2 separate regions of the Cricetulus griseus genome follow, and region 2 is linked to region 1. The links are chromatin contacts, called in public Hi-C maps. All regions are on one chromosome and are shown on one strand. Each heading gives the region's core, a stretch centred on a gene start, on an enhancer-like site or on the middle of the called end of the contact. The rest is flanking DNA. Distances are from core to core; before and after follow the strand shown. Region 1 holds the start of Blcap (bladder cancer-associated protein). Region 2 holds the start of Manbal (protein MANBAL).

Region 1 (5,173 bases), core at 1,308-3,807:
TCAAGGTCAATTTAGCCAAATTTTAGGGCAGAAGGGGCTTCTGGGTCATTTGAAATCTCAGGACCCCAAGTGGGCAACCCTGCGGATGGAAGGAGATGGGTTAGTGGGCAGAGGTCAGAAGCCTACCTGCCTCCAGCCTTGCAGAATCCCCATAAGAAAGCTGGCCACTTGGGCTTTGCCAATGCCCAGACTGCCATGAAAACACCAGAAATATACTTTCTAACCCGTGTGGGGTCTTAAAAAGCATTCCTTTCTTTTTTTTTTTTTCTTGAGGAATAACCTACATAAAGTTCCCTGGCTTTAGGACCAGCTTGATAGGCGTTTCCCCTACCTGAGCCAAGTCTTTGCATCTTCCCTTCCTTTCCTTACTCCCTGAAACCACTAATTGATTGCTATCACCATGGATCAGTTTCACCTTCCTTTGAACAATGGGATCATGCCCTTTGCATTGGCTTGGGCCCCCAGCTCCTTTTAGCCCACATCCTGTATGTCAGAGCAATCTGTAGTGTTTCATGTGTCAGTGGTTTGTTACATTTATGTATAAAATGCACTTGTCCCTCAAAATTCAGAGGGGATTTCAAAGCCCCCAAATATGAGGATGCGTAAGTCTCTTGCATAAAATGGTGCAGCATTTACAGGTAACCTACACACATCCTGCCATGTACTTCAGCCCAGCTCTAGACGGCTGAGCTAAAGCCTCTAAGAGCTACATAGGCAATTATTCCATTATGATTTTTTTTTTTTTTTTAGGGAATGATGACAAGAATGCCTTGCAAATATTTTACAAACATTTTTTAACCTCCCATGCAGAAGAGAGGCTACCAAGTGTCAAATGTATCCCACAGACTGCACACTGCACTGTGGACTGGTCCATTCTCCTGTGGATGGACACTGCATTGTCTCCAGACTGGCTGAACCAGGAACTCCTCTGCTAAAGACAGTCTTGCATGGGGCTTCAGGGAGACCCAGTCCACAGGCGTGGAGAATCTGGGCATGGCACAGGGGTGTGATGAGAACAAGGAGATGCTGAGAGTTTTCTAGAGTGGGTGCAGCACCATCAGCTGTGGACAAGAATGTGAGTTGCCTTGTCCCTGCCAGTGCTCGGCCCCATTTTCATCTATCTAATCAAGAGCTTCCTGGCTTTCTGGTTTCTCCTGTTGTGGATGACGGGAGTACCAGGTACCATACACTGGTCATTATGGGCTCATAAGCAACTGAACAACAAGAGGTCATAGGCCTGCTGTAGTCTCAACTAAGGGAAGAATGAATATTGTCTTGGGTCACAGGTGATACCGGGAATGGGGATGGCCATTGTGTGAGCATGAAACCAACTGAAGGACAACAGAGAGATGGAATGAGCCCAGGTCCTCCGTGACACTGCCAAGCGACTCCATCTGCTACCCATTTCCTTTTTAAACCAGTAATTTACAATGGGTTTCTTTTTTAACTTGCAACAAAAAGAGCACAGGCTACAGACCCATCTCATTCCCAAATCCAAGGTGTCCCTTGTCTCAACAGCAGCCAGCCAGGCAGAGTATTTCTTCCTACTTGAACCCCTGCTTTATGGACCAGACTGTGGCAGTGGGGACAATAAAGTCTGCTCACTGCATCCAGCTCTTTTCCTGGCTCCTCCCTAGCCCACTTTCCTTCCTTCCTTCTGACCCTGGCTTCTCAGCAACATCACGACCCGAGGAAGCCCTAGCAGCCCGTCTAGCTCCATTCTCCCTATGGACAGGATACCCAGGCATTTCAGCTACAACTTCTCAGTCACACTCCTGATTGTCCCCAGCAGCCTGTCTTTCTTCCAGCTTTTCCACCTTGGGTAAGGGCTCCTCACCCCTTCCTAGTTAAGACCAATGCCTGTGCCTCACGGTTGAGTCTGATATGATCTCTTCTAACTCCCTTAGCCACCACCTGTCTGAGTCACCGTGACTTTGGAAAGCTGTTCAGGTTGCTTAGCTGGTCTCTCATCCCGAACCTCACCTCCATGTCTTCTAATCCTGAAAAGCCAGTGGTCTTAGAGAGACCCAAATTCTTTTTCATTCCCCCTAAGAAAACAGCTTCCAATGCCTCTCAAGACGAAGATCCAAACTCATGACCAAGGTGCCTGTCATATTTTTGCTCATCTCCCACTCTGCTTAGGATTGTCACCCTCATGTCTGGAACAATACCCCTGGGCTCACACAACGCACAAACTCAATTTGCCCAAGAAGGTTCCAACAACACTCATTCTTCTTCAGGAACCAGGATCCCATTAATTTCTCGTAACTCTCCTTACTTTGCCTCATAGTGCTTCCCACGATGTCTAATTATGTACTGGTACGATTGAAAGTATTAGGATAAAGTGATCACAGGGTGATAGTCTCACCTCTTGGTTGGGAAAACTGGGGTCAGGAGCCGAAGTCTACCGCCAGCATTGCGCTTGCGCATAGTATGCGACCAGGACCGAGCCTAATTAGCTAGCGAGTGAACACACTGACTCATCTAAACTTTAACAAGCCCGGGGCGAGCCATTTCATCACCCAGAAGGAACCACGTTCTGAGCCCAGTTCTTTGCCCATGGTTGAAAGGGCCAGATCTCGTGGCCAGATCTGAGCCACGAGATGTTTTCTCGGAGTGCGTTGACCACAAGATAGAAGAGCTTAGTGGGAATCAGGGCAACTAAGCGACGCCGGCCCGCCCCGCTCTCAAACAGTAAGGATCACAATCTGCTGCATATGCATAAGGGGACCATAGGCCAGAGGTTCGGGGCTACCCAAATGCGCCTGATTAAAAATTCCTCGGGCTTGAGGAACTCAGAGGCCTCCTAATTTTACTCTAGCTCATATATAGCTTAGGAAAGATGTTTTGTGCCGGACACTGAGGGAAAAGTACCCGAGAGTAGTCCCAATTTGGGCCTGTCTGTCAGGCGTCCGCGGCGGACAGCCCGATTCCGGGCGGGGTCCTTGGGCCGCTCGACTAGAAGATGAAGGGGGCGTCTCCCCAGCTTCTGCGGCGTCGGTGGCGAGCTAAGGTGGAGGCAGGCTGCGGCGGCGACGGCGACGGCGACAGTGGCGGCAGCGCCATGGCGGGGCTCGCAGGTATCGTGGCGTCGCCCGCCTGGGCAGGGTGAGAGGTCCTGGGCGCGGCCGCGGCGCCATGTTGGCCCTCCGGGGTCACCTTAGGCGCCGCCTGGCCCCTCGCCGGGACTTTCCTTCCGCGCGGCCGGGGGCGGGCGTACCCGCGTCGGGCGACCGCCCGGCTTCTCCCCAATCTGGACCTTGGTGGGAGTGTCCCCTTCTTGTCCCGAGGGTGGGTTCCGGGGCTTCTAGCTGTTACTTTTGCCTACAAGGTCAGCGAGCTCCCCGGATGGGACTGGGACAGAGGGGCGCGACCACCACCTCCTCTGCTCGAGCCCTTGGCAAGGGGCTCAGCTTCTGAGAGGCGGGCCACTCTTTCCTCGCCACTTCAGTCTCTTCTCCCCTCCTTCCGAAGAAGTGTGGGGAGAAGGGAGAACTAGGCTCCCAACCCTGTCTTTGGTATCTGGAGTAATTGGGTGACCATCTGCTTCGGGTCCCGGATCCTTCTCCCACAAACTTTTCACCGATTCTGGACACCGGTTCCCTCTCCTCCGGTGTGTGGGGAGTGGCCCTCAAGGGCAGCAGAAGGAATGGAATGCCTGTCACACTCGCCTTGGCCTGGAAAGGAAGAATGGGGGATGGGGACAATCGATTTTTCCTTCCTCCTTCCAAACCACTTTTCGTTTCCTTCTAGGTCCCATGTTTCTTTTTAGTTGGGAAACTGGGACCTGTTCTGGTTTGTAGGTTCTTTCTGTTTATAGGTTCGGATCTTCTTTTGTCCCTTTCAGGGAACTGATGTATTGGGGACGGCTTCTCTGCCCTGCCTGACATGGTTCAACCATCCTGTCAGCCTTCTGGACTTCAACACCAAAGCCAGGACCCAAAAAAGTTTCGTTTTATGTGCTCATGCCAAGTGTTAGAGCGAGCTTACTTGTTTCTTTTAAATCACAATTCATTAATGTCAAGAATTCCTATTCAGAGATTGGGTGTCTGGAACATTGGTCAGTTTCCAGGGACCCGATCAATTCTGTATCTGAAAGTGAGCATCTTCAAGTTGCTGCCAAGTCAGTTTAACTTCTTGTCTGTTGTTTCTAAGGGGAATCAGAGTTAGGCTGCCCTCTGTTCTTGTTCTCTATCTTTGAAACACGTGCGTTTCATTGCAAGCTTGTCACTGTGTGATCTACCAAGAGCCGTTTATTGCCTTCCTCTCTGTCTCCTGGCTCTGCCCCAAGAATGTTCAGGTATCTGTATCCTGCTGTGGTATAAGCCCTGTGGAAGGGAGACAGGATCGTTTCCAGAGAAGATTGTGGTGAATGTGGAAGAAGTCAGTGGTCACCTGGAAAAAGAGACTTTGATAGACTGGGGTGTGGGGGCAGAGACAGAGAGAGAGAGAGAGAGAGAGAGAGAGAGAGAGAGAGAGAGAGAGAGAGAGAACACATTTAAATCTCCTGGGGGAGATTGCCAGCTGAGACTCTCCCTTTGGGGTGTTGGCTCCTGAAGAGATCCACGTTTGAAAGTAGATATCTAGGAAGTGGCCAACAGCAAGCCTGCTTGCCCCAGAGCCTCAGTAGAAGGAGGCTATCTTTGGCTGGCCCCATAGCCCAAGCCAGAAAACATATACCCTGTCCTGTCCCTCAAAGGAATCCCTTCTTTCAGTCACAGCTCAGTCACTCTGCAGATAGAGGTAACAGTCACCTAGAACCACATTTCTAAAAGTTTTGGTTCTCAGTGACCTCCACCCTACTGAACTTGAACTAACTGGTCAGCCCAAGAAGCAGCCTTCTCTAGCATTAGTCCCTGGAATCTTCATGTGTTACTAGATTCCCGTAAAGCTATTCCACTTCCCTCACAACTTGTGTGCTCTGCCTTTGTCCCTGCTTGGAGGTGGCAGCCTCTTTAGGAAAAAGGGATATCTAGCTCTGTGTACTAAAGGCTTGGCAATAAAGGAACACACCCCATTGTTTATGTGAGAATAAAATGTTTAAATAGTATATACCTTGCGGAAACATTTTATAAATAAGGTATATTTGGATCAGGCTTGCAGATGTAACACAAGGATGGGGCATGAACACATTCCTTCTGCCTTCTCTGGTGGGTTTAGTTTGCTGTCAGGA
Region 2 (5,212 bases), core at 1,519-4,018, 210 kb after region 1:
AAAAAAAAAAAAAAAAGCCTAATATTTTTTAACGGCATATCAATCTGAAGTTGTCTGTTAATTCATCAATAATGTTTGCAGTCCTAAAGTAATCCTATGGATGCCTTTAATGTTTTGTTCCATCCAAGGACCATAATCCATAATCCTATTTGGGGCATGTAGAGTTTGAAACGCATTGGCAATATTTGATAATGACCACATTGCTAGCTCTGCTTCACCGACATCTTCCATCACAGAAAAGTAATGCCTTCCAATTCCTCACTTGTTGGCACTTGGCAGTGGCATTCAGTGTGTTCTTCTGCTTCTGGTGGGTATGTGGCTGAGGCTTCACTGGTACCTACAGCTTCTATGCAGAGCTTTTCAGAACAAATCGTTTCTAACCCTGTGTAACCAAGCCTTACTCCCAGGAAGTGGCTTTGTGTTCTTGTTTCAGAGAATCTCTGACTGAAGCCTTCACACAGGCATAAAGGTCTGACATGCAACATTCTTTTCTTTTCAGAAATACTTTTTTTTTAAAAAAAAATGTACACTGGTGTTTTGTTTGTATGTATATCTGTATGAGGGTGTCAGGTATCCTAGAACTGGAATTACAGACAGTTGTGAGCTGCCATGTGGGTGCTGGGTCCTCTGGAAGAACAATCAGTGCTCTTAACTGAGAGCCATTCTTGTTCATGTCTTTAACTTACAAATGTAATGGCCTTTCTACCCTAAGTAAACACTTTCTAGGCACTGTGGCTTTAACCTGGGCAACATGAGGTACAAAAGCAAAACTACCACTTATTTATTTAGATTTCAGAAAAGTTCTCATGTAGCCCTCATGCTTGCTATGCAGCCAAGAACGGGAGTGCGGGAGTACTGTACCACACACATCTTATGGTGGGTGCTAAGGATAAAGCCCACAGCTTCCTGCATGCTGGGTAAGCACTCTCCCAACTAAGCTACACACCAGCCCTGATTTTTAATTTTGTAAAGACTTATTTTTAACTATGAGTAGTTGCTTGAGTTTGCCTGTATTGTGCACATGCCCAGAAGCCCAGAAGCCCGGGACACTATGGAGCTGGCTGGGTGCTGCCTGGTATGAACGCTGGAAACTGAAATTGGGCTCCCTGGGAGAGCTACAAGTGCTCTTCACCACTGGGCCCTCTCTCCAACCCTAATGTGTTTTTACACAGGTCTGGCAATTGGGCCCAGGCTGACTTCAAACTCACTATCTTTCTACCTCATGTCTCAAATGCTGGGAGTACAGGGGTGCAGCACCATAGTCGGCACAAATTTTTCTCCTTCATAATTTCACAGATAAAAGATTTGTTTTTGTAGGACAGTGGTGGTGCACACCTTTAACGCCAGCACTCAGGATGCAGAGGAAGGCCGATCTCTTAGTTTTGAGACCAGCCTCATCTACAGAGTGAGTTCCAGAACAGCCAGTGCTACAAGGAAACCCTGTCTCAAAAACAACAACAAAAAACCCAAAACAACAACAAAATATTTGCTCTTACCAAAGTTTTTAGAAACTTTAGCCTATGGGCTTATTTTATTTCAAGAACTTTTTTACCTAACGGTAGCACTTTTTTGCTTTGCTTTGGCAAAACCCAAAGACTAGCATTACTACCCTTGTGCTGATTACAGAGGGTTACTTGAACACAGTCAGCTGTTCTGAGCGACTAATGAGTGGGTAGCATACATAGCAGGGATCCGCTGAGCAAGATGATGTATATGAGGAGCAGGAAGGGGGGAAACTTCACCATGATACTCTTTCTTGGGGGGGCCGGGCAGAGCAGTGCTGGGGACTGAACATGGGACCCCAGCACGCTGGGTAAGCACTCTACCACTGGGTTCTTCAAGACGCTATTCAAAAACACACACTTTAAAAGCCACGAGCTTTTTGTTTTCTGGAGTCTTCCGCTTACTATTTTCAGGTTAACTGAAACCGCAAATAAGTGGGAGGCCACTGCATCGTCTTCCCTTTCTCTTAGAGTTTTCTCTCAAGTATATAACTGTGCACCTTGAGCACCTTCCCATTTACGGTCTCTTCGTCCTCTGCACAGGCTTATGCGCCCCTTTGCGGAGGAGGAAACTGAGAAAGGAAAATGCCAGATGCCGAGGTTACACAGCAATCAATACAGGGCACCCCGAGATGCATGCCCGGGCTCCAACTGGCCTTGAAGAACCCGAGCTCGGGCTCAAGCGAGGGCCCCGTCCCCTCGGTTCGCAGCCTGCCCACCGCAAGTAACTTTCCTCCGCAGCCGGGGGAAGCCGCTGCAGCCCGAGCTCCGCCCCGCTCCCGCCCGCGGGTGAGCCCCGCCGAACCACCGGCCCCTGAATACTTACCTCCAGTGCCGCCGATCCGCTGCACCGGAAGTGTTTCCTTGCGACCCGGAAGCGATGCGCCCAAAGCGTCCGCAGGTTCCGCTCTGCCGCCTTTACTGGGGATAGGGCTTCCTCGGCCTCCTCTGCTCGCTCTTCCGCAAATGCACACTGAAGGGTGAAGCCTTAATGAATTTTTGTTTGACTTGAGACGGCCTCACATTGTAGCCCTGACTGGCCTCGAACTTGGAGCGGTCCTCCTGCCTGATTACAGTCTCCACACTGTTTAGAACTTGGTTCTAAGTCTGAGCTGGAAACCCACAGTCTAAGAGGGAGGACACACAGATTCGCGTGTCATAATTCAGACGAAAAAAGTCACTATAATATATTAAAACGCAGCCAGAGGATGAAATCACATAATGGATATGGAATCCATAAAGCGCTAAGTGTTTGGAAGGCAAATGACAGAGTATTGGATTAAGTGAGACAGTCAGTTCAGTGGGCGAAAGGGGGCCGAGTTTAGGCCGAGGGTGGTAGCCAGCCTCCACAGGGGGCAGTGATGTTATTGGTGCCTGACAGTCATGCCTTTTATAGTCTCCTCCTATGCTAAATGGGGCTGAGGACCGTGACCCATGGGTATTGGAAAAATACAGAGCTTGCGTTCCAAGATTAAGTCAGAAAAACACTGCCACTTCCTCTTTGCTCCCTTGATCACTCCTGGGAAGTCCCACATCGTGAGGGTCACATGGGCAGTTACCAAGCCTCCTGTCAACAGCTAACTCAGAATGGCAGCCAAACGGATAAACTATCTCCAGTCCCAGAACAGCGGACCCCTGAATCTTTTATTTGTGTGTTGGTGTGGGTGGGTGGGTGGGTATGGGTGTGGTGTATGCACACGTGTGCACGCACCTATGCAGGCTGACACCAGAGGAGTGTACCAGGTGTCCAGCTCTGTCACACCTCATTCCTTGGAGACAGGGAAGCCCTGTTAATACTCCTTCTACTCTGCCTTGGCACTGGGCTAAAGGTGCACGGGTGGCCACACCTGGCTTTGTACTTGATTCAAACTCAGATCTTCATGCTTGCTCATCAAGTACCCACTGAGCCATCCGCAGCCCCCAAATCAGTTGTGTGTCTGGACTTCTGTCCTCTTTTTTCTTTTCCAGCACTGAAGATGAAACTTCAAACTTGCTGCTCCAGACTCCTGCTGCTGTGACTTCCTCCTAAAGACAAACTTTAATCTTCAACTAGGAGCCAAAACAAACTTCCTAAACTGCTTTTGTCAAAGTATTTTATCACAGCGATAAGCAAGTAACTAAGGGCTGGAGAGATGGCTCAGTGATTAAGAACACTTGCGACACTTGCAGAGGATTTGGGTTCAGTTTCCAGCACCCACATGGTAGCACAAAATCTTCTATAAGGCCAATTCCAGGGGATCAAAAGCTTTCTTCTGGCCTGTGTATAAAGAAAAACTGTGTGTGTGTGTGTGTGTGTGTGTGTGTGTGTGTGTGTGTGTGTGTATGTTGCTAGATCTTGCCAGCTACTAGTAACAAGCAAAGCCCCAGCCTGACTACATGATGAGACAATGCCGTGTGTGTGTGTGTGTGTGTGTGTGTGTGTGTGTGTGTGTGTGTGTGTGTGTGTGTAAAGAAAAGTAGCTAATACAGAGATGGAGCAGAGGTCTGAAGGGAACAAATATTTAATACAGGATCTGCCTTAAAGGGGTCAGTATGAAGCCTGGGTAAGGGCAGTGATTTCGTTTGGGGGATGTTTGTTTTTGAGACAGGGTCTCACTATGTCACCCTAGCTGGATCAGAACTCGCTACATAGATCAAGTTGGCTTGGAACTCACAGAGATCTGTCTGCCTCAGACTCCCTAGTGCTGGGATTAAAGGTGTAAGCCATCATGCCCAGCAAGGAAGATGTTTGATAACTTGAGTTATATATCCTCCACCTGAAGATATATTGGAACCAGCCTTCACTACAGAATGTGGTTTTATTTGGAGACAGGATCCGTTTTTGGGTGGTGGTGGTACAGAAACTTTATCGATGGTAATCAAGAGAGTTTGGCTCCCTAAGCCCCTCCTTCCAAGGGTCTGGGATGGAAACCGTGAGGGGAAGACACTCAGTATCATGGGGCCAGTTGGGAAAGGGACTCCTCAGCCAGTGAGGACCTCTCCCTCTCATGTTCTTGTTGGGGTCCAGAGTTTCTTAAGGAAGTCATGGAGGCCATGATCCACCACCCTGTTGCTGTATTCGTTGTCATACCAGAAAGTGATTTTTACCAAGTTGTGGAGACAGGATCTTTATAAAAGCAAATCATCTGGACATGGTGAGTCACACCTGCAATCTCAGCACCTGGGAGCCTGAGGCAGGAAGATTGCCATGTATCTGAGGCAAGCTTGAAAAATATAGTGAGCCCCAGCCTGGGCTACATGATGAGACAATGTGTTTAAAAAAAAAAAAAAAAAAAAAAAAAAGAACTGGGTGTTGTGGCATACACCGTTAGTCCCAGCATTGGGGAGGTAGAGGCAGGAGGATCTCTATAAGTTCCAAGTCAGCCTGGTCTAAATAGCAAGTTCCAGGATAGCCAGGGCTAAATAAAGAGAACTTATCTCAAACAAAAAAAGAGGGCCAAGCAGATAGCTTATTCTGTCAAGGTGCTTCTGCACCTGTCTGGTAACCTGAGTTCAATCCCTGGAAGCCACCTAAAAGTAGGAGAGAACCTACTCCATAAAGTTGTCCTGACCTCCACATGTGTGCCATAGCATGTATCACATCATTCACTCACATACATGCACACACATGATAATAAATATATATTCTTAGTAATTTATTTTACTGTTTTTTTATGGGCATTGTTGTTTTGCCTGCATGAATGGCTGTGCAAGGATGCTGAGACCCCTGG

The links. A called contact is a pair of places that touch in the nucleus more often than the background predicts.
Region 2: a Hi-C map of the CHO-K1 cell line shows a contact between it and region 1, with 6 times the contacts expected there. The contact joins the promoter of Manbal here to the promoter of Blcap in region 1. A contact is called at or near these places in 6 of 8 Hi-C or Micro-C datasets (the CHL-YN cell line, the CHO-K1 cell line, the CHO-S cell line and 2 more).

Annotation. Positions count from the first base shown.
Region 1 is chr6:21,971,789-21,976,961 of CriGri-PICRH-1.0, forward strand. Blcap (bladder cancer-associated protein) reads left to right here and starts at 2,558. Exons shown (of 2, transcript XM_027421260.2): 1 at 2,558-2,694. It overlaps LOC103158741 (a long non-coding RNA gene), which reads right to left and starts at 2,503. Exons shown (of 2, transcript XR_003486460.2): 1 at 2,369-2,503.
Region 2 is chr6:22,177,261-22,182,472 of CriGri-PICRH-1.0, forward strand. It overlaps Manbal (protein MANBAL), which reads right to left and starts at 2,769. Exons shown (of 4, transcript XM_027421272.2): 1 at 2,329-2,769.